2 separate regions of the Ovis aries genome follow, and region 2 is linked to region 1. A link is a contact called in public Hi-C data. All regions are on one chromosome and are shown on one strand. Each heading gives the region's core, a stretch centred on a gene start, on an enhancer-like site or on the middle of the called end of the contact. The rest is flanking DNA. Distances are from core to core; before and after follow the strand shown. Region 1 holds the start of FAM107B (family with sequence similarity 107 member B). Region 2 holds the start of CDNF (cerebral dopamine neurotrophic factor).

Evidence for each region. A called contact is a pair of places that touch in the nucleus more often than the background predicts.
Region 2: a contact with region 1 is called in a Hi-C map of muscle, with 2.6 times the contacts expected there. The contact joins the promoter of CDNF here to the promoter of FAM107B in region 1. A contact is called at or near these places in 3 of 16 Hi-C or Micro-C datasets (hypothalamus, muscle and skin fibroblasts).

Annotation. Positions count from the first base shown.
Region 1 is chr13:28,637,317-28,643,144 of ARS-UI_Ramb_v3.0, reverse strand. It overlaps FAM107B (family with sequence similarity 107 member B), which reads left to right and starts at 4,348. Exons shown (of 5, transcript XM_042230569.1): 1 at 4,348-4,494.
Region 2 is chr13:28,831,351-28,837,302 of ARS-UI_Ramb_v3.0, reverse strand. It overlaps CDNF (cerebral dopamine neurotrophic factor), which reads left to right and starts at 1,453. Exons shown (of 4, transcript XM_004014237.6): 1 at 1,453-1,670. The coding sequence starts at 1,556. LOC101108674 (heat shock 70 kDa protein 14) reads right to left here and starts at 1,167. Exons shown (of 14, transcript XM_027976658.3): 1 at 1,034-1,167. The coding sequence starts at 1,090.

The sequences.
Region 1 (5,828 bases), core at 3,099-5,598:
CAGCATATCTAATTCTGAATTGATTTGGTTTGTTCTATTTTATGTTCCCTCCACATGTTCGTCTCTGCTCTTCTCAGTTTTCTTTAGGAAAGAATATAAAAAGTCCCAGATGTCAAAGCAGAAGGATGAGGTTAAAGCTGAGAGTATGGGTGGTCTTTTGGGTGAGTGTTATAAGATGGAAGACTATTATGTGTACTCTGCAGTAGAGACTCTATCACTAATGATTGGTTAACAGACTAAAAAACCACTCAGAGGAACATTTTCTTTGTTTTATATTTGGAGAAAGAAAGGTTCCCTGTACACCTGGTGAACTATGCCAGCCCAGGACTAGAGACCCAGGGAGGTGCTGCCAGCTCACCTGACCTTCCTGAGGTTCTGTTCAAATCCAGAATATGGAATCTACCAGGACATCAGACTCAGGCTGAGAGTTATGTGTCACCTGATGTAACCCCTAGGAAGTCTAGCTGTGCCCTGAAAGTCCAGGCTTATTTACTGGACAAACACCTGTCATGCCCTGAATATGGTCCAAGTGCTGTTGATAAAGGCGGTGGATTCAAGCATAAATATCATACTCCGTGTGTGTGCATGCCAGGTTACTCTGTCGTGTCTGAATCTGTACGATCACATGGACTGTAGCCCGCCAGGCTCCTCTGTCCATGCGGTTTCCCAGATAAGAATACTGGAGTGGGCTGCCATTTCCTTCTCCAGGGGATCTTCCCAACCCAGGGATCAAACCTTTGTCTTACTTGCAGGTGATTGCCACCCGGGAAGCCCCAACACTCTAGTCCATAACCCTTTTAAAATTAAAAGTCATTTCTTTTTGGTTGCTCTGGGTCTTTGTTGCTGGGTACCAGTTTTCCCTAGTTGCAGTGAGTGGGGGCTACTCTTCTTTCTGGTGTGTGGGCTTTTCACTGTGGAGGCTTCTCTTATTGTGGAGCATGGACTTTAGGTGCAGTAGTTGTGGCATGAAGGCTTAGTTACTCTGAGGCATGTGAAATCTTTCCCGACTAGGGATGCAACCCGTGTCCCTTGCACTGACAGGTGGATTCTCATCCACTGTACCACCAGGGAAGTCCTAGTCCATAACCTTTAAGTTCTTATTTCCGGGTTCCACCCACAGTGCCTTCAGGGGTCCCAAGCCAAATTGGATATTTGATCCTATCTGAATTAAGATCTCCTTAAGATTCTCAGGAATGCGAAATATAATAGAAGCCCCAAACCGTAGACTTAATGAATGAGTATTGGCGTCCTATCTTTTAATAAAGCTTTGACTCAAGAAGTGCAAAGTAAATATTTGATCTCCTCTTATTGTTTTTGGTTTAGAAGAAGTAATGGTTCTTGATACAAAGGTAAGGAAGAGGCTGAGAGCTTCTGGACATTAATACCCCAGTCTAGGGAATAAGCTGCATGTTTCTCTTTCTCTCCAGGGCAGGGAAGAGACTGCACGGTCACTTATCACATCTAGACACTTTGTCCATTGTCCTGGCATCATCAACGTTTGTCCAGGCTGCTTTGAGGGGACGTTATAGACTCACTGGTGGGTCAGTGCTTTTCCAGGGTTAGAGTCTAAAATTTAAGGCATCCTTCTGCTCAGGCTGCCGTAACAGTGGTTTAAACCACAGACACATTTCTCACTGTTCTGGAGCCTGAAAGTCCAAGATCAAGGTGCTGGCAGAGTTGGTCTCTGCTGAAGCTCTTTCTGGCTTGCGGATGACTGTCTTCTGGCTGTGTTCTCTCATGGCCTCACACACACACACACACAAAGACAGAGACAGAGAGACCTCGGGTATCTCTTCCTTTTCTTAAAAGGTCACCAGTCTTACTGGATTAGGTCCCCACTCTCATGACCTCGTTTAACCTTCCTAAAGGCCCTATCTCCAGACATAGTCACATTAGGGTTTGGGTTTCAACATACGAATTTGGGGAAGACATAATTCAGTCCCTAACATTTCTTATATGCCAGACACTAGGTTAAGCAGGAGGCTATGTATATCTGTGAAGATATGTATATCTATCAAGTATAAACTCTGCTCAAGGAGGGCACATATTTATAATTCGTGCACTAATTATAAGATCATACTAGGTATGGGGGATGCAGAAAAAGTCCATTCAGTTTGAACAAGTTAGGAAGTCTTCTCAGAGGAACCTGGGTTTCAGAGAGGAGAGGAGCTCTTGGGGGTTGGGGTGGGGAGGTGTGCTAGGCAGAGGGGAGGCATGTAGAAAAGCCAGCAGGTGACTGATTCTTTCATGCAGTCCTCATAGTCACAAAATAGGGCCATTTAGCAAATATAGCACTCTGGCTGAGTGGAGCCATGGGTATGTGTTTGGAGGAAGTAGAAAGACCCCAGGAAGGTCATCAAGGTGACATCAAAAAATGTGTTGCTCTATGGGGTACTGTGTGAAGGAACTTGAACTGGGTCATGTAGTAGGAATTGGACATCCTTTAAAGGACTTTTTATTTTATTTATTTTTAATTGGAATGTAATTGTATTACGATATGTTTGTTTCTACAGTACATTGAGGTGAATCAGCTATGTGTGTGTGTGTATATATATATACATATACCCCCTCCCTCTTGAGCCTTGCTCCTGCCCTCCCCATCTCTCCCCTCTAGGTCATCACAGAGCACGGAGCTGAGCCCCCTGTGCTATATAGTAGCTTCCCACTAGCTAAGGGTTTTAAGAGCAGATTGGAACTTTGAAATTTCACTGGGGAAGCAATCTGGAGGAAAAGCATGTGTGAGATGGGAGGCTGGGGATATTGGGAGGCTACTGCTACAGGGTGATGACAGAGCCCAAAGGCCAGCTGTGGTAGAACCGGAGGGATGGGGGCAGGGAGAGCCATCAAGGCATCATGGAGAACTGAGTCCCATGTGGGCATGGGGAAAATCTAGGCCAGATCCCAGATTCTGGTTTCGTGACTGGTGGATCCATTGTCAAGAGCAGAGCCTACACAACCTAAGAACGGGAGAGAAGGAAGACTTGTGGGGAACAGAGTGGATAAAGTTCACACAGGTGAATTTTTGGGCTTGGAAGACACTGTCTCTCTAAATCCTGTGGCAAAAATAAAAAAACAAACAAACAAACAAAAAACAACAACAACAACAACAAAAAAAAATCCTGTGGCAGGTGATCCCCGCCCCCCCCCCCCCCACCCCGCTGCCAGCTGGCTTCAGAGCCTAGGGATGACCAAACTCTAAAGTGTTGTGACTTCAGAGCATCTTTGGAGGAAGTTATTGGTTCGTGTGCTCAGTTGCTAAATTATGTACGAGACTCTTTGCAACCCCATGGACTGTAGCCTGCCAGGCTCCTCTGTCCACGGGATTATCCCAACGAAGAATACTGGAGGGGGTTGCCATTTCCTTCTCCAGGAGATCTTCCCAACCCAGGGATGGAAGCGGAGTCTCCTGCACTGGCAGGTAAATTCTTTACCCCTGAGCCACCGGGGAAGTCCCAACTGGTTTACCAAAACCCATAATTGATATGACTTTTTTGTGTGATCATGACCCAAGCTGTTTTGGTCAGAAAGGTTTGCCCATAAATAAGTGCTTATTCATCTGCGGCCAAGAAAATTAAAATCTTTTGATCTAAAAGCCATTACCTGTTGTCTTTATTGTTTGTTACCCTGAAACAGATACCTCCCCCAACTTTTTATTTTTTTTAACCTGCTGTGATTCAGGTAGATTGTAATCTAAGAGTCTTAGGGTTGGTCAGAAAAGCAATTCGCTCTAAGAGAGCTGAGAAAAATGAAAACTTGAGAGGAAAAAAGAAAAGAGGCAAAACAAACCTTTTTCTCCTTTCCTATAAATTTAAATACCCTTTCATGAATGAGGAGGAGGAGTCTGAACAAATTACCCGGTCTCTGGATTTCAGGCCCTGGTTGGCCAGTAAATTTGTACAGTTACAAAACAAATCTGATTCCCTGTCCCTTTGAGTTTTCTCTGGAGACGTGTTGGCAGGACTTTAACGGGGAAGCTTGAATCCAGACAGCAGCAGCCAAACACTCCACAGTGCTTGTGCTTGCGGGGGTGGTGGTAGTGGTGGCGGGCTGTGTGTGTGTAATTTAATTTCCCATTTCCCTCATCTGGTGATACTCAGTTTTTTGTTCCAATACAGTATTCTCTCTCCTTCGAGAGTTCCCAAAGCGAACCAAACTAAAACCACAGAAGGAAAACCTCCGGAACCAAACCCGCTGACTTTTTCCCGGTATAGCCCTAGTGGGCCCCGGTCCGGAGCGCGGAGCTCCAGCCAGCGCGGCGGGGCGTGTCCGAGGGCGTGGCCTCGGCAACCTCGCCCCGCCCCCGCCCCGCCCCGCCGCTTAATTCGGAAGCTCCGGGCCGCGGGGTGTGAAAGAGCCGCCCAGCGCCGGACGGGTAGCAGCCGCCGTCAGAACCGCCGCCCGGGCCGCTCTCAGCTGTTGGGCCGCTGGGTGCCGCCGCGGCCGCCCGGAGCGAGCGCCGGGGAGGGAGCCGCGCGCCTTTGTGCGCGCGCCGAGGTGGGTTCGCCTCCAGCACTTACTTTGCACACAAAGACTGGGAGCTGAGGGGAGGCGGGGTGCCCGCCAGGGCTACGGCGCGGCCGCCCACCTTGCTCTGACCCCCGGCGCGAGGCTTTCCCGGGGTGGGAAGGGCCGCCAGGCTTCCCCTCCCGGCGGCTGGCGCTGGGGTGGGGGTCCTGGCGTGCGGGGGTTGGGGGGTTACGGTGCGCAGGGCGGTGGGCTTGCGGGGAGCCCCGGCCACCCCGCGCGGTGCAGGGGACAGGTCCGGGGTGCGGGGTCGGGGCGTGGCAGGGCCCGCGTGCGAGGAGTCCCCAGTGCCCGGGGGTGCAGGGGATACGGGGGGCGCCGCCAGGGAGGCGAGCCTGGGCGGCCGCTCCGCTCGGCTTATTGTTGCTTCCTCGGCCCTGAAAATGGAGAGACCCTGCTTGGAGGGATGCGCTGCCCACCGGCTGCGCCGCGCGCGGCCAGATGCCGAGCCCGGGGCGCCCGGCTCGCCCCTCGCAGCCCTGGCCGCCGCGGAGCCTCTGCCTGGACAAACAAAGGAGGGGCCGCGGGGGGTGAGGGGGGGTGTTGCGCCGCTGGTTGAAGGGTGATCGGGGCACTGTTTCCCAAACAGCCTGCAAGTAACTTTTCCATTTCTGTCTCCTCTCCGCTCCGCTCTTACTGCTCCAGTGAACCCAGTATGTTGGGTGGCGTCTGTACCCAAGGAGTCCTAAAATTTTGATTCTCATAACTCCTTCCCCGAGCATCTTCGGGTCCTCTCTGGAATAGCGTGGATGCCTCTGGCCAAGTTTTGACGAGCTTTATAGGGAATGGTAACAGTCAGTCCTTCTGAAATATGAAGAGGAATCCCATAGAGGATAAATGGCAGATCTTCTCTGTAGTAAGATACCATAGCCTGCCTTTTGCGGGAAGACTTGAGTCAGTGACAGTAGAGCAAAGTTCTTTGATGAGAATGAGTGTGATATTCAAGACGAATATAGAAAATTGGAATAAGGCCTGTTAGGCTTTATATTTTTAACTTGCCAACAGGTACTTAGTTTCTGTTCGGACCGTGTCCCCCTTTCATCACGTTGGAGATTTCAGCTGTACAAATTGCTTTAAGTTGAGATAGTATCTGAGGTGCATGTCTAGAGATTTCTTAATGCTAGTAGTTTCCAGTTTAAAGCTTTTAGGTGTAAAATTATATATGTTTATTAACAAATTGAAAAGAAACATAGGGAAAAAAGAGTCACTCGTACCCAACCACCCAGACATACCCTAGAATAAAGGCTTGTTTGCTTCATTTATGGCTTGGCAGCCCTGGTGTGAAGTGTGTGTGTGTGTGTGTG
Region 2 (5,952 bases), core at 204-2,703, 200 kb before region 1:
TAGATACATTCAGACATATGTGGAGCCCTGTGACTGACATATACATGGAAACAAAAACTGCTTTACTGTATTTCCTAGATCTTAAGAAGACCAGACTTCTACAACCAGCTGCCTCTTTTCAGTCTGTTCTGCATAGTTGATAACAGAAGAGACGTAATAATAACCTCGCTATATAAAATAACGTGTTAATACATTAACCTTTCTATCCCTTTTCCTTTTCCCTGTAAACGCTCATCCTTCTTCCCTCTTTTTACATATGATGAATTAACAACAATCCTTCGGCCTTTCCCTACAAATCATTTGACGTTTAACCGTGAGACGAGTATCAGGGCTGTCCCTTATTATTGTTCCTTCCGCCTCCCCACAGACGAGAAGCAGCCCTAAACTCCTAGTCACACACTCATTTCCAGAAAGGACAAGTGAATAGAGCACACACCATCAACTGGCTTCCTACGCTTCTCGGGTCCAGTTCCAGATCGCGGCCACCTTGCTCCTTCTCGGCAAACGTCCAGAAACCTCCGGGTACCAGACGCTCGGGTCCCCCTCCCGGCCTCCTGCGTCCATGAGGTCCCCAGGTCCGCCTTCCTCCTCTAGGCTTCCAGAGCCCAGGACGTGGCCGGGTCCGTCCCCACCCCCGGGGGGGACTCCAGCTCCCAGCGTGTCCCTGGGTCCTCCCCCCAAACCCCCGGGGCCTCCAGCGCCCAGGACGTTCCCGGGTCCGCCCCCGCCCCGGGGCCTCCGGCGCCCAGAAAGTCCCTGGGTCCGCCCCTGGGCTCGGGGGCCTTCGGAACACAGGATGTCGTCGGGTCCTCCTGCGCCCAGGATGTGCTGGGTCCGCAGCTGCCTTTCCTGAGGGCCGCGGGGGAAGAGGCCGAGTCCGCCCAGCCCTTAGCCCCAAGACTTCCTGCAGAATCGCCTCTTCGTACGACGTCCCTAGGCCAGCGACACGCCGTTCACAACCCCGCAGACCAAAGGACTTGGCCTCGTACCCAAAGGACGCTGCACCCGCAACCCAGCTCCCCGAGTCCCTCACCTTATAGACGGCCACACAAGCTGATGTGCAGCCCAGGTGAACCCCGATGGCCGCCATGAGGCGGCAGAGACGCCGACAACACTAACGGGTGGTTTCCCAGCAGCAACAGCGCCGGACCGCAGCACAGCCCCATCAGGCACCGCGGAGACTTCACGTTCCCGTCCACCCACTGCGCCCCGGCCCTCGCCGAGGCCGCCCGCGTCGCCGCCAATCAGCGTGAAGGTCCCGCCTTTTCTGTCGCGCAGTAGGCGATTAGCTATTGTGAGTCTCTCCCCGCCGGGGCAGCACCGCTTGAGCGATATTGCGCACGCGCAGGTCGAGGATGGGTAACGAAACGGCTCCTTCGTCCCACCCCTTTTTCCTGAGAGCCAATGGAAACTCACGGTTGAGTTGCGTCATTTGTCCTAGCAACTTCGGGTAGATTCATTGTATCCCAGGCTCTGCGCTGCTGCGTACTGCGGGCGGTACCCGCTCGGCTGTTCTTTTCGTAGGTGGCGAGGAGTTTGAAACTGCTGGCTCAGCATGTGGTGCGGCGGCGCAGCCGCAATGGTGGCCTTTTGCGCCGGACTTTGGGTCTCTAACCCGGGGCGGGCGCAGGGCCAGGAGGCCGGGGGAATCCCGGGCGCCGACTGTGAAGGTGAGCGGTGTGAGACCTGCTTGCATGGCGATGTCACCAGGTCACAGCGCAGCTGTTGTTAGCTTTGGCGTCTCCCAGCCTTGGCTATTAATAACATTGCACTCAGGAATACGGGCCCTGGCCCTGGTTTCTGATCGCCTTCGTCCAAGCCTAGGCAAAAGTTCGAGCTGGGCCCAGTGACACCTTCAGACTGCGTTCTTGGTCTTGCTCTATTAAACCGCCGCTGTCAAAGCTGGTGCGTTTAGATTTGGACTCAATTTTGTGCACACACGTCTAGCTGCAGAGGCACGTGCTGTCCTAACCGGCAACACTTGTAGTGCACAGAAGTCTTTCAAGTTCAAATTAGTTTGTAACTCCCAAAAAGACAAAACGTGACAAACTATCTGTAATTGAGGTGAAATGGCTTAAATCAGAGGACAGAATTAACATTTGTTAGGACTTCAAAGGGAAAAGGTGCTTTACAAAGGAGTGCTTTAACTGGTTAGAAAAAGGAATACAGAAGAAGGAGTCCTTTGCTGTTCACAGAATCTCCTCTGTGGACTTGGAGCTAGAATATATGGGTCTATGTCCCACTCAGCCTTCTGGCTCCAACTGGCACTGTAACTGGTTCTTGAAAAATCAACGTGATAATCCTATCTCAGAGGGCTGTTAACGAGATCAAAGAAGATAATCAGCTGTGCTAGCTCCTCCCTCTCTGGGTTTTCCTTGTGGCTCAGCTGGTAAAGAATCTGCCTGCAATCAGGGAGACCTGGGTTTGATCCCTGGATTGGGAAGATCCCCTGGAGAAGGGAAAGGCTACCCACTCCAGTATTCTCGCCAGGAGAATTCCATGGACTGTATCGTCTATGGGGTCGCAGAGTCGGACACGACTGAGCTACTTTGACTTTAAGCCCCTTCCTCCTGGGCTATTGGAGCACTTACCTCGTGTTTAATTCATTGAAATAATTACTTTAGATGTATATCCTTCACTCAGCCCTAAGCCTGAAAATCTATTCTCACATAACAGAAAATGGTAACCTCACAATACATGTTGAATGAATGGGTAACTACAGACTGTACCATATAAATGAATAAGTCTTCACTGTTGGAGTCCAGTTTTCTGTCGGCCCTGCAATAATTAAGCTTTTCTCCAGAAATTTAAAATACCTACATGATGTTATTATCAAACTTTAGATACAGGCATTTACTCAGCTAAATATCATAATTTTGTTTAAAGGTCCTGTATAACTTGGTCCTACACGTATAAAGCAGAACTTATAAGGGCATAAACAATTGATTGGATTAATCATCAGCAGTTTAGTTTCCAGAGTTTCTACTTACAAACATTTCAGAAGAGCCAGAACATATGGATTAATTAAATCTGAAGCTTCTAACTTGAATTTATTGCAGCATATTGTGATTATTAACCTGCATGTCTGACTAACCTGGGTGTGTGTTCCCCTTGGTTAACACTGTAGAATCATAGCGAAGGAAATACTGGTTTTAGAACAAAACGAAAAAGTCTAGATCTGGGTCTGTTTCTGCTTATGAGTCTTCATCATTAGCCAATTAACTTCCCATCGTAAGATTAAAATGCTATACTATACATAATGTAGAGCAAATTTCCATTCTTATCATGACTATTTTGTGGCATGGGACACCACTGATTTCTTCTATCAATAAAAAAACTGACAAAACATCAAAATTAATTGGCTGTCTTTTGAAATTGGGAGATGTCATATTTAAAAATTCAGATTCTGACTTATCTTGAAAACCAGGTTACCAGTCAAGACTAGCCCATCTGTCTAATTCCATATAGTGGGAATTAGCTGTGGCTGCTCTTTTCAGAAAGGACAGCCCATTGGTGCTTGGATTGGCTTACCCATTCATTTTATCTGCCTGAGTCCTGAGAATATTTAAGTTTCTGATTGTTTTAGGTCATGTGAAGCTTATTGAAAAAAAAAATATTTCTGAATCTCATTTAAAGGATAGTATTATGGGACTATTAAAATTCTTTTTTACTTTGATAATTATATATTCATATTCACTTATGGGACTAATTTTAATAAATAAAACCCTACAGCATAAGTAAAAGGAGTATGGTTATCTGGTTAAATACATGCCAGAATCCTTAAACTAATTTGTTAGTTGATTTATAGTGATATTACTCTCTTCATGTAAGCCCAAGGAATCTTTTCCATTCTTACTGTGACTTCTCTTTGCCATGGGACACCACTGACTTTTTCAGAAATTTTCTTCTCTCCCTTTTGGCCATGCCAGGTGGCATGCGGATGTTAGTTCCTCTACCAGGGATGGAACCTGCACCCCCTGCAGTGGAATGGTAGAGTCTTAACCACTGGATCACCAGGGAAGTCCTTAAAATTTCTTCTCTTCATGGCTATGATACTGCTTTACCCCTGCTTTTGCTTCCTGTCTCTGTGGTCATTTGTTTGACAGTATCTGAAAGTTTCTAATTCTCTAGACATGGCTTCAGTATAAGAATTTTCCAGAATTTTGCCCTCTGCCCTCTTCTCTTCTCAGTCTACACACTCTTCTGTGCAATTGGAATTGACCTACCCATAGTCTGATTAATCCCAAATGTTTATACCGACCCCATCTCCTTTCTGGAGTCCCAGATCTTGCATCCAGTTGACAACTGAACACCTCTATTTAGATATCTTCTACTTCAAACTCAACAGAGTCACAAAGCAAAGTTATTTTCTCCTCTCCTTCTCAGTCCCCCAAGTCTGTTATGCTATGACACCAGTATATAACTATTCCACTAGACTAGACTTCTCTCCCTGATCCCCTAAACCCACCAAACACTGGGGCTATTGACTCTACCTTCTGATTGACTCTGCTCCTTTCTTCTGCCCGGCTCCAATGCCTTGTTACCAACCTTCACCATTTTCAGCTGCCACAATTGCATCCTTCCTCTAGTGTGGTGATCATGTAATTCCCATACATAGTATCTTTAACTGATCTTCCAACTTCCTCCAGGGAGGTGCCGCCCTTTTGCATCTAGTACCTGTCTCATAGTGTTGAGAAATCATTTTGGCTTCCTCCATGTGTGCCTTCCTTGACAGTCAAGACCTTTTCTCTTCCCACATCATCTCCAGCAGCTACCATGGTGCATAGTTCAATTCTGTTGAACATGCATTATATAGTGCTTCAATAACAGGTTATATAGCTTTTAGTGAGTCAAAAGTGTATCATTCAAAGTGTAAGTTAGAATTCCCAACTTCCATCATCTAGGTAATACATTGACAGAGCAACAGTTGAAGTGTGGATATCATCTGAAGGTGTATTTGAGAATAGAGAAGGAGCTTTTAGGCATCAGAACACAGGGTTTCTTTTGCAGGAAGAGGGGAATCAGAGGTCACCAGGAAGCTTTAAAGATGGTTTCTGCATTGATCACTACAGCAGGTATCTCCTTTGCATACTTGGTCTATTTGCTAGTTAACCTTAGCAAAATGCATGTTTTCCACATTGTATCAGTAACATTCAACACAACTGATCAGTTAGTCCCTCCCTTTTAACACTTTCTTCACTGTCTCCTGGGACACACTCATTCTTTGTTCTCATCCTTTGGCTTCTTATTTCAGTCTCTTCTGGTTCTTTACATCTTTTCAACTCCTACACAATGGAGTTAACATCACACTGAGACCTGGGATCTCTCCCTATCCTGTGGTCTCATCCTTTAACACCATTTTGTTCAGTTCAGGCGCTCAGTCGTGTCCAACTCTTTGTGACCCCATGGACTGCAGCACTCCAGGCCTCCCTGTCCATCACCAACTCCTGAAGTTTACTCAAACTCACATCCATTGAGTCAGTGATGCCATCCAACCATCTCATCTTCTGTCGTCCCCTTCTGCTGCCTTCAATCTTTCCCAGCATCAGGGTCTTTCCAGTGACTCAGTTCTTTGCATCAGGTGGCCAAAGTATTGGAGTTTCAGTTTCAGCTTCAGCATCAGTCCTTCCAATGAATATTCAAGACTGATTTCCTTTAGGATTGACCAGTTGGGTCTCCTTGCTGTCCAAAGGACTCTCAAGAGTCTTCTCTAACACCACTGTTCAAAAGCATCAATTCTTTGGCGCTCAGCTTTCTTTATAGTTCAACTCTCACATCCATACATGCCTACTGAAAAAACCATAGCTTTGACTAGCCAGATCTTTGTTGGCAAAGTAATGTCTCTGCATTTTAATATGCTGTCAATGTTGGTCATAACTTTTCTTCCAAGGAGCATCTTTTAATTTCATGGCTGCAGTCACCATCTGCAGTGATTTTGGAGCCCCCGAAAAT